Linked DNA regions of Mus musculus: region 1 is linked to region 2. The links are chromatin contacts, called in public HiChIP or PLAC-seq maps. All regions are on one chromosome and are shown on one strand. The core of a region is the stretch at or near the end of the contact, and the rest is flanking DNA. Distances in the headings are between cores, read along the strand shown. Region 1 overlaps Rasa2 (RAS p21 protein activator 2). Region 2 overlaps Gm39409 (a long non-coding RNA gene).

Region 1 (5,144 bases), core at 2,296-4,795, 170 kb before region 2:
TGTGCTGAGTTACTTTGAATTAAAAAGTTTAACATTTTGGTTGACTTTAATAATTGTTACATAGTGTTTGCTGAGTTGTGTACTGGAAGCCAGGTGAGGAAGGTCCTGGGTATACAGTGATGGGAAATTTTTATTACAGTTTGCATGTATACAGTAACGAGTCAAAGCAGCCGAGTGACGTGGTACTACAGTAGCCACGGTTATGTGGGTCAAAGCAGCCGAGTGACATGGTACTACAGTAGCCACAGTTATATGGGTCTAAGCCAGCCTTGGTGACCTGACACTGAATAAAATGAGCTCTGTTCCCTCTTGCTAGTTCAAAAAAAGAATAACCTAAAACACTGAATTTAAAAACCACGTTTAAGCCCGGCAGTGGTGACACACACCTTTAATTTCGGCACTGAGGAGGCACAGGTAGGCAGATCTGTGTTCAGGGCCAGAATGGTCTACAGAAAGAGTTCCAGGACAGCCAGGGCTACACTGAGAAACCTTGTTTCAAAAAATCAAGAAAACAAACAAATCAACAAGTTTAAATGGAGAAGTCTTGTGAAATTCAATTCAAACTTAATGTTCCCGGAACTTCTAAAGAATGTTAACTCTCTTCCCAGGTAGAGCTGTAGTGGGGTTCTCTTACAGGTAGAACAGAGTCCCAGGTGCTCCATCTGAAGTCATTTTTAGATAACCATAATTTATAACTTTTACCAGATATATCATAATGGTCATATACCAGATATTCCTTCTCCGGATTTCCTCATTTCTTGGTCATTTCTTCCCCACTACATTCATTGCCTGCTTTTAATATGAGATATTGAAAGATAAAACAGTATTAACTATAATAATTGTATTTTCCTTGATATGTCTTTTGATAATATTGTTTACTGTGGTAAGATAGTTGGTTATGTAGACATGTAGGTCAGTAAGACTCATGAGCGAACTGTGTTCTGTCCATTTATTATATGTACTTTAATGTAAATTACACTACTATCAGGTAGACAGACCTGAAAGATAACGTGGCTAACAGACCCAAACAGTTACCTTCCAGTACGTTCTTATGTGAGTGGGTGACTCCATTTCCTGGTCTGAATTTGTATTCTCCCTCTGCTCCCATGATGGGAACAGTTGATTGCAGAAGTCTTACGTGTTCTTTGAATATGCTTAGAAGTAGACTGGGCACAGAAAGTTGGAAACACCTCTAAGTTAGAAAAAAAAAATAGGTATCTCTGATATTCCAAAAATAAATAGATTTGGAGTGTGATCCAGTCTTTCGACTACACAAAGCCCTTAGATACAGTTGATTACATTATGTTTTTCTTTTTTTCTAAGTCCTTAGTATTGTCTTTAAAGATTGATTTATTTATGTTATGTGTATGAGTACCACATTATGTTTTTCAAAGGGAACAAGTCATTAAGTGTTTAATCTCTGACTTTTTTTTAATGGTACTGAGAATGGAATTGAAAGGTCACGCATGCTAGGCAAGCATTCCACCACTGAGCTGTTCTACCGGCCCTCTTTACTCTTTATACTGAGGCAAAGCAGTCTCATTCGGTTGCCTGGACTGGATTTTCTCTGTAGCTTTAACAGACCTGAGTTTGCAGTCCTTCTGTCTGAGCCTCCCAAGGAATTGAGATCGTAGACCTACACCACCAACTTCTTTCATTGTCTCCCAACCCAAGTTCTATAAGTTGTCTTAGGCTTGGCTGCATCTTAACTATCTTTGTTTGAATGAACATTTTTAGCCATTATTTTAGAGCCATATAGCCCATTCACTCTATTCTGCTTTTTATATAAACTCAACTTCTTGAAAACTTAAGAATTTTGATCATTCTTACCTTTTCTAGGATACACAGACAGTTAGGACATTGACTCTCATCTCAAAAACCATTCAGATTATTGGAAACTGGGGATGTCAGTCCAGAAAAAAGGTGAGTTTATAACTGTTTCCTCTTTGCATACTTAACAAATTTTATTATATACTAAGATTCCTTCTTCACTTACTTCCTTACATGTTAAAAATAAAACTGAAGAGAATACATATTCACATGCAATAATGGTCTTTTAGTGGGTGTTCTACTGTAGTCACCTTTTGAAGGAGACGGTGATACTTAACCTGATATACCCGTGGTAGGGAAAAAACTAGGAAGAAGACACAGGCACAGCTGAGTTATGTGGTGGTCTGTGCCATAGTCACCTAACAGCACTGGAAGAAGCCTTCAGCTCCAGGATGGATGATTCATGGAGACATGGACAGCTTTATCCTTAGCTTCAAAATACAGGCCCGTCATTGTCTTGTGTTCTACCTCAGAGCTTCATAAACTTGTCACTCATGAAGCCGTTTACTTAAGAAACTTATGCAACCTTACGTATAAAAATCAAACATTTACTGATAATAACTTACTTTAGCATTTTGAAGTCCTCAGCTCCCAGTGCTGAGGAGTTTTTTCTTCCATTTGCTTTTGCAACTGCTTTCTTGGGGCTTTTCCCTAGTTTAAGACCTAGAAGGAAAAGGTCAAACAGTGACTGCCAGTTCAAAGCTATATGCAGGCTCTGAGGGATATTCACTGCTCCTCGGTTCCTCTCTCACCAAGAATGTTCATCAAAGAAGGGAGAAGAGCCAGGCTCAGATCAATAAAGTAACTGCAGGTCACTGACTCTACAAAAAAAAAAAAAAGGCTTTGCTGGCACCCTGCATCTGGCCCAGCATGAGGTATCTTTGGCTATCAGCAGCTGGAATCAACAGAATGTGAATGGAGCCTGATCATGTTCAGGGAGAGGCTGAGCATGATATCCCATGTGCTGTGTGGGGAAGGCTAAAGACCATGAGTGTGTGGTAGCCATGATCCTGGAACATTCTGGGTTCGCTGACTTGGAGGAATGCTCTCTAGGAGAGCTCTGAACAAGATGGTGAATGTGGCTGTGAGTTCCCAGCCCGCCTGCTGTCCCACATGGAGAAGAGTTGAAGAAGCTCTCTATAGTTGCTTCTGAGCCACGATCTGGCCTACTACACAGATGAGGCAGCACTCTTGGCCCTCTGGCTGCAGACCTGGCTCCTTAAGGCACCCAAGTGAATTGCCATGAGTAATTATGACTGATTAGCCAAGAGGAGAGACACCACCTTACTTGCTACCTGACATGAATGAAATCTGCGGATCCCAGAGGATTGGGGAACCAGAAGAGATTGTGCCGCGCTTTCCCGGAGTTGGCTCTTATCAGTGGGGAGAACCGCATAGTGGCCAGCTACTTCCCTACTCTGAAGAAAGTAGACTTGAGCTCATCTGGGGAAACAAAGCAGTTGGTATGGAAGCTGGAAGCCTTAAGAGGAAGTACTTTGCCTTGCCCTGGAAACCTGCCTAGGACACGGCTGGTATGAAGAGCCAACAAACACACAAAGAAAAGCTAGGATTGGGTGACCTACACTTGCTCTGATCTACTAACTAACCTGTATTAGGTACCTTTATTATGTATAACAAGAGGAGTTAGCTGATCTTAATGGGAAGTCTCTGTAGGACACAGTCTCAGGCAGTACTTCCTGAAGGAGGAAGTTGTATTTGCTAGTTTCTGGTCCCAGTAAATGGAAGGTTTTGCCATTTACAGGGGTCTGAGGCAACTACAGTCCTTGACAGGGCTATGTTCTTGCCATCAGTCCACATTCACCCTGTGCTTCATCTGATCCCCACACTAGAGTGTTGTAAGTTCCAGGTTCTATAGGGAAAATTTATGAAGTTGTTCACAATTTTTCATTTGTGATAAATACATTTGAACACTCCTAAGCTGGGCCCATTCCTGTGTGGCTGGTGGGAGCAGCCCCTGTGAGCTGGAGGCCTCACCCTTATCACTGTCTCTCACGTCTCAGGATCTTTCTTTCCCTCCCTGCCTTCTTCCTTTCCCTTGAGACTAGAAATCAAAGGGCTGGGCTGTATGTACCTCAGTGGGAGAGCCCTTATCTTTTATAAATCAGACCATAGGTTCAGTCCCCACTACTACCATTTTTAAAACAAAAAAGAAACCAGACATTGGGCTGCATAGCTTCCATCCAGATCTGCATCCCTCCTGTGTTTACTCTGAGCCTCTGGAGAGCCATGAGCTTCCAGGAGGCCCTTGTTTTGGATTCACAGTTGCACTTGTCAGGAGACCCCCAGGTAGATTTTTATTTCTTACTTGGTCCTTTAGACCTTGGAGTAATGATGGCTCTATACCTTATTGTATGCTAGTTAAACCTATCCATGCATTTGTAAGTACTTTTCAAATTCTCTGTTACATTTTTCATTTTGTCATATAATAATAATACAAATTTATATATGCAATGTTTTAATACATATTTACATTGTATATTGGTCAGATATTTTAAACCACTCTTTGTATATATAATTTTACCACTTATTAAAGACAAAATACAAATTTGCATACTAACGAGAAGGATATACTTGTTTATGTTTACATAAATAAATACTAGTTGAATATTTAGAGTTGAGTATATAGAGCATCTTCAGTGTTTTTCAGAGTTGATTGTATTTTGATTTTGTAATCATTCAGTTTACATAAACATATAGTACAAAATGGCAGAAGTATATTTAAGGCCATTTTTTAAATTGTTGGAAATTTTGTCCTAATCTCAAGCTAGAATTTACTTAGTGTTTCTTTGGTTTTTGGTTGGTTGGTTTGGGATTTATTTGTTTGTTTAGTGAAACTTAAGTCAGCAACATAAGCAATTAAAGTCAAACATTCTAATAAAATCCAAAACTACTAATTGATACATGCTGACTAATGATGTGGGAGAATATTGTAGGTTTTTGTTTCTGTAATTAAGCCATTATGTTTTTGTTAGAGCAAAAGCCTTCATGTCTAGTAAAAATAGCTCAGTTCCTAGTATACGGTGGCCCAGTGCTTTGCGCTGAGGCCTTCAGGGCAGCAGTGACTGGGGATGTGTGATGTATTGGCATGCAGAGTGCAAAGCATGCGTGCGGTACCATGCAGCAGAAACACCTCAGAGTTGGACATGTTTGATTTTGAACTAGTTCTTGTTGTTTGTGTCTTTAGAAACCTTTATTGTTGATAAGTTTCTCATGACCACATGTGAGACACGACTAATAATTTAAGAACTGTGCGTATTTAACATACACAAATCCTGTATTTGTTTTCTCATAGT
Region 2 (5,333 bases), core at 67-2,566:
TCTACTATATGGACATAGTATAATTTCATCTTTCTCTGTTCGTGGACTAGGGCAGCACTCAGACCTCATCTGAGGCGTTGCTTTGTACAGTACAGGAAGGTTAGCAAGGGAACTCCTAAGTGGTCAGAGTGGAAAGAGTGAGTCAGCGGACTTGAGTTCAGTCTCAATTGGGACATCTGTATCACACACATGCCAGCACTGAGGAAGGAGACTGTTAGAATTAGAGGTCAGGAAGGACCAGATGAAACGGTATCTTCTGAACAAGCAGGACTGCTGCAGTCTTGGACCATGGCAGCCTTGTTGCCTATGCTAGATCAAGCCAGTGGAGAGATTCTAGCGTGGAGTGGAAAATGGTTCACAAGTGGCACCACCCACACTGAGGAGCTATGGACGGTTGATGGCTTCTGGGAGAGGGAAAGTCTGTTTTCTTTAAGAGTGTGACCCCCATAGGTTGATTATGCTCCAGTGGGTAGCCACACATCCAGGAGTATATGGGCAGCACAAATAGAACACCGTGGGTTGTTTAGAAAAAAAAAAGAGAGAAAACAAAGCAAACAAAAATGGGGACATGGCGTTGGGAGTGGAGGTGGGGTAGAACTGGGAAGAGTTAGGGTGAGGAATGGAGATGAATAAATATGATTATTATGATATGATATTGTATTGGGGGCTGGAGAGATGGCTCACATGTTAAGAGCACTGGCTGCTCTTTTAGAGGTCCTGAGTTCAATTCCCAGCAACCACATCGTGGCTCCCAACCATCTGTCATGGGATCTGATGCCTTCTTCTTGGATGTAGGTTATACACAGAGATAGAGCACTCATATACAATATACATAAAATAAATCTTTAAAAATATATTGCATGAGATTTTCAAAGAATTAATACAAAGATATTTTAAAAATTAAAATCTCTTATAAGTGAGTTACTAGGTTGCCAATCGGGGTATTTGACCCTTCGTGATGATTTAAGTGTTTCCGTTATCCATCAAGTCTAGTATGCTGAGAGATCTGACAAACAGAAGGGCAGGGTAGGATTGCTCAGCATCTCCCACTTAAAAAAGAAGTGAGAATGGAGTCTAAAGAATTCTTGGCATCTTCTGAACATGAAGTGTCTTAACATTCTGTGGTACTTCATAGCACCTCCATGTAAATTCCCTTCAAACCATGTCAGGAAGGTGTTCTTATTTATAGATGACAGAGAGATGTGTTGCTGTGGGTTGGTTTGGTTTGATTTGAGTGGGTAGGTCCTCCTTAGGTCACATAGTTCTGAGAGGTTGGCAGGGGCTGGCTCAGAGAGGTCTCCTTGATGTCATATCCTGTGTTCTTGCACAATGCCTACCCTGTCCTGTTATTAAAAACTAAACCAAAAGGACACTAAACACTGCTTCCTCTTCTTTCTCATCTTATGATGGAACTTGTGTGACCAGTGATTTGTCCCAAATAGTACCCAGTTGCTCAACTAAGAAGAAGCCACAGCCTCCAGTGGCTCTGGGTATCATTGGGCTTGTGAGTCTAACGCAGATAGAAGCAAACTGCTTTTCTGTGGCTTTTATGGTTCAATATTATTTCAGTATAATCCTGGTATATTCATCATCACTGACTTAGAACATAAGAAGACAGGTTTCCGGAGCCTGGGCACTTACTTAATTTGAACTTAAATTTAAGAACTTGGCAGGGAGGTAGAGGCAGGAGGATTAACGAAGTGAAGTCCTGGACAGCCTGGCGTACAGAGCAAGACTGTCTCAAAAAGCAAAGCAAGTCAAACACTTATTATATGCCCATAACCCCATAATTGGATATGGAGGAGGAGGGAGCAGTTTCTCATCCTTCGCTACATAGTGGGGGCTTTTGTTGGTTTGATTTGTTTTTTGCTTTTTGGTTGTTTGGTTGTGTTTTTGTTTATTTGTTTTTGTTTGTTTTTGAGGCTATCCTGGAGTGTGTGTGCCTCAAAAGGGGAAAAAAAAAAGAGGAATAAGAAGCTGGCATTAATCGCTTCCTCCTCCTCCTTTTCTGAGAAAGCAGTAGTTCTTATTTACAAAGTCCCATTTTACTGTTTAGCCTGAAGTTCAAGAGCCCACCTCATCCAGCCTTGAGCCACTATTCAAAGTTTTATTTCTTCTTTTCTTCTTCTTCTTCTTCTTCTTCTTCTTCTTCTTCTTCTTCTTCTTCTTCTTCTTCTTCTTCTTCTTCTTCTTCTTCTTCATGTTTTTCGAGACAGCGTTTCTCTGTATAGCCCTAGCTTTCCTGGAACTCACTCTGTAGACCAGGCTGGACTCGAACTCAGAAATCCACCTGCCTCTGCCTCCCAAGTGCTGGGATTAAAGGCATGTGCCACCACTGCTCAGTTCTTCTTTTAAAGATTTATTTTATTTATATAAGTACATTGTAGCTGTTTCGAGACACACCAGAAGAGGGCATCAGATCCCTTTACAGATGGTTGTGAACCACCATGTGGTTGCTGGGAATTGAACTCAGGACCTTTGGAAGAGCAGTCAGTGCTCTTAACCACTGAGCCGTCTCTTCAGCCCTTGTTTGTTTTTCAAAACAGAGTTTTACTCCATAGCCCTGGCTGTCCTGGAACTCACTATGCAGACCAGTTTGGCCTCGACCTCACGGAGATCTACTTGCCTCTGCCTCCTGAGTGCTGGGATTAAAGGTATGTGCCACCACCACCTGGCCAAAGTCCTAAATAGGTCTCTGCCCTCTCCTGCAGGTACAGCCCCTTGGGCTGGGTGCTATCCTTTCACCTTCAAACAATAAACTTCATCTGGGTGCGGTGGCACACTTCTGTGATCCCATTCATCACTTAGAAAATTGAGGAGTTGGACGGATTGCAAGCCCAAGACTGCCATGGGCTACGACGTAGTGAGTTCTGGGCCAACCTGATTATATCAGTGACTTTTCTAATGGTGACTGTGACAAAACACCAAGGCCACTTATTAAAAAGAAAAAAGATTTTACTCAGGCTCTGGTTCCATAAGGTTGGGATCTACAATGGCAGGGACATCATGACCATAGGCAGCAGACATGGTAGACAGGACTGGAAGCTGAGGGCTCACATTCTGATCCAAAGCATGAAGCAGAGGGTGAACCAGGAATGATGTGGGGCTTTGAACCCTCAAAGCCTACACCCCAGTGATGCATCTTCCTGCAAGGCCCCACTCCCTAAACCTACTCCAACAGCACCAGACCAAGCTTTGCGGTCTCTGAGCCAATGGCGTGATTCTCATTCAAACCACCACACTGGTCTACAGAGCAGACTGTCTCAAAATACCCAAACTCCTACCAGCCTACAGAGCTTTAATCCAGCTACAGCTCTAGAGCTCAAGCCCTCTACAGAAAGGAAGGATTCCTCCTTCCTGACCTTGGTGGTACCAAAGGTTTCATTTACTGTCTTATTGTGTTTAGTAACTAAATGACTATTCCCAAAGGGTTGTAAGTCCCTGGAGGTGTGTAGCTAGTCTTTTGTTTGTTTGTTTTGAGATGCTGGGGATTGGACCTAGGCACCTGATAGGCAACCACTCTACCACCAGGACAGTCTTATTGTGTCAGTCAGGCTGGCCTTGAAGCCATCATCTGCCTGCCTGTCTCTGTTTCCCCAGCTTGTGACTAACTGGCTCTGTGTGTCACCTAAGAAGCCTTTCTGCTGGAAGGGGATATTATCTGTGTTATCTATGGTTGTGTGCCTGATTTTTCCCCCCTGTGGTGTCATGTCTATACTCCAGAGATCAGCCCATTATCCCTGACTCAAGGATAACACCTGGTGAAACAGATTGGCTGTTTGAGAGGAGTGATAACAGTGGTGGCTTTTTCTGAGAGCGAAGAGGGCAGGTGGCCCTCCATTCTTTAGGAGTTAGGCAGCTGTGAGCTGCTGGGTGAGTCTGTTGGAACCAAATCCCTGTGCTCTGGAAGAGCAGCCAGTGCTCTTAACTTTGCAGCAATCTCTTAAATCCTAGGTATTCTGGCTTGTTTTTGTTTTTGACAGCCTCATGAAGACCAGGCTGCCCACAAACTGACCTTGAACTTCTGACACTCCAGCCTGCACCACCCAAATGCTGTGATTATAGATATTCATTACCAAACCTGGTGTAGGAGATACTGAGAGTTAAACTTAAGGCTGCATGATAGACAAGGACTCTGTCAGTTGATCATCATTCCAGCCTACAGTTTTGGTTTTTGAGACTGAGTCTCATGTAGCCCAGATTGGTTTTGAATTTGCTGTGTAGTGGGGCCAACCTTGAGTTCCTGATCCTCTGGCCTCTAGCTCCCAGTGCTGAGCTAATAGGCCTATGTCATTATGACTGCCTCAATGCAATTATTGGCTTAAGCCAGGATTATCAAATGACGTTAAAACCTATATGGATGGCTTTCTAAGGAAGCCAGACCAATTTTCCTGAAGAATCCTGAATATCCTCTTTTAGGCTTGTCTGTTTCTCCACATAGATGTTAAGCTAAATCCTCTATTTCATTTCAATAATATCTTAATAATAATTTAGTTACAACCAAATTCAGTAGTTTTGGTTAAAACACAAATGCATGATGGTGTGCACTTTACACTGCATGGCTCAAGCAAGATCTAATGGATAACACTAATAAAGGTGCTGAGGCCATCAGCTGTCACAGGTGCCATACTTGCTGTATAGACCAGGCTGGCCTCAGACTCACAGAGGTCTACCTGCCTCTGCCTTGAATGTTGGTCTACACAGCAAGTTCCAGGGCAATCAGGGCCTAGTAAGACCCCCGTCAATGAAGGAAGATGCCATTATAGGTAAAATGATAGTTTAAAGCCATAATTAGGAGGAATGCCTTGTTCATAGCCTGCAGAAACCAATTATAAATGACATTTGACACTTAAGGGGCTGGAGAGATGGCTTAGTGGTTATGATCACTTGTTCTTCTTTTAGAGGACCCAGGTTCAATCCCCAGCACCCACATGGTGGTTCACAAGCATCCATAATTGCAGTTCCAGAGGATCCAATGACTTCTTCTAGCCCTCACAGATAACAAGTATGCATATTGTATATATACACACACAAAACACATAAAATAAAAATAAATACATCTTGAAACATTCTTTTTTTTTTTTTTTTTTTTTTTTTTTGGTTTTTCGAGACAGGGTTTCTCTGTATAGCCCTGGCTGTCCTGGAACTCACTTTGTAGACCAGGCTGGCCTCGAACTCAGAAATCTGCCTGCCTCTGTCTCCCAAGTGCTTGGATTAAAGGCATGCGCCACTACACCCAGCTGAAACATTCTTAAATAAATAAATAAACAAGACAGTTGAAGTTAGGCGTTGTGGTGCTCACCTTTAATCCCAGCACTCTGGAGACAGAGGTA

The links. HiChIP or PLAC-seq counts read pairs in DNA pulled down with a chosen protein or histone mark.
Region 1: a contact with region 2 is called in an H3K27ac HiChIP or PLAC-seq map of microglia, with 4 times the contacts expected there. The contact joins two enhancer-like sites. A contact is called at or near these places in 2 of 115 datasets of contacts at active chromatin or transcription factors (effector CD8 T cells and microglia) and 2 of 9 other capture datasets (liver and pancreatic islet).

The regions. Positions count from the first base shown.
Region 1 is chr9:96,557,477-96,562,620 of GRCm38.p6, reverse strand. Rasa2 (RAS p21 protein activator 2) reads left to right here. Exons shown (of 24, transcript NM_053268.2): 16 at 1,840-1,923; 17 at 5,144. Among named protein-coding and RNA genes, the nearest start is that of Gm28729, 35 kb to the right of the region's middle. Within about 2 kb of position 3,545, at least 9 of the 459 cell types and tissues checked have an H3K27ac peak or open chromatin away from gene starts, as enhancers often do. A contact at or near this core is called in microglia, where this site is marked.
Region 2 is chr9:96,388,139-96,393,471 of GRCm38.p6, reverse strand. All of the region lies in intron 1 of Gm39409 (a long non-coding RNA gene), which reads left to right. All of the region lies in intron 1 of Gm40550 (a long non-coding RNA gene), which reads right to left. Among named protein-coding and RNA genes, the nearest start is that of Gm40550, 5.4 kb to the right of the region's middle. Within about 2 kb of position 1,316, at least 74 of the 459 cell types and tissues checked have an H3K27ac peak or open chromatin away from gene starts, as enhancers often do. A contact at or near this core is called in microglia, where this site is marked.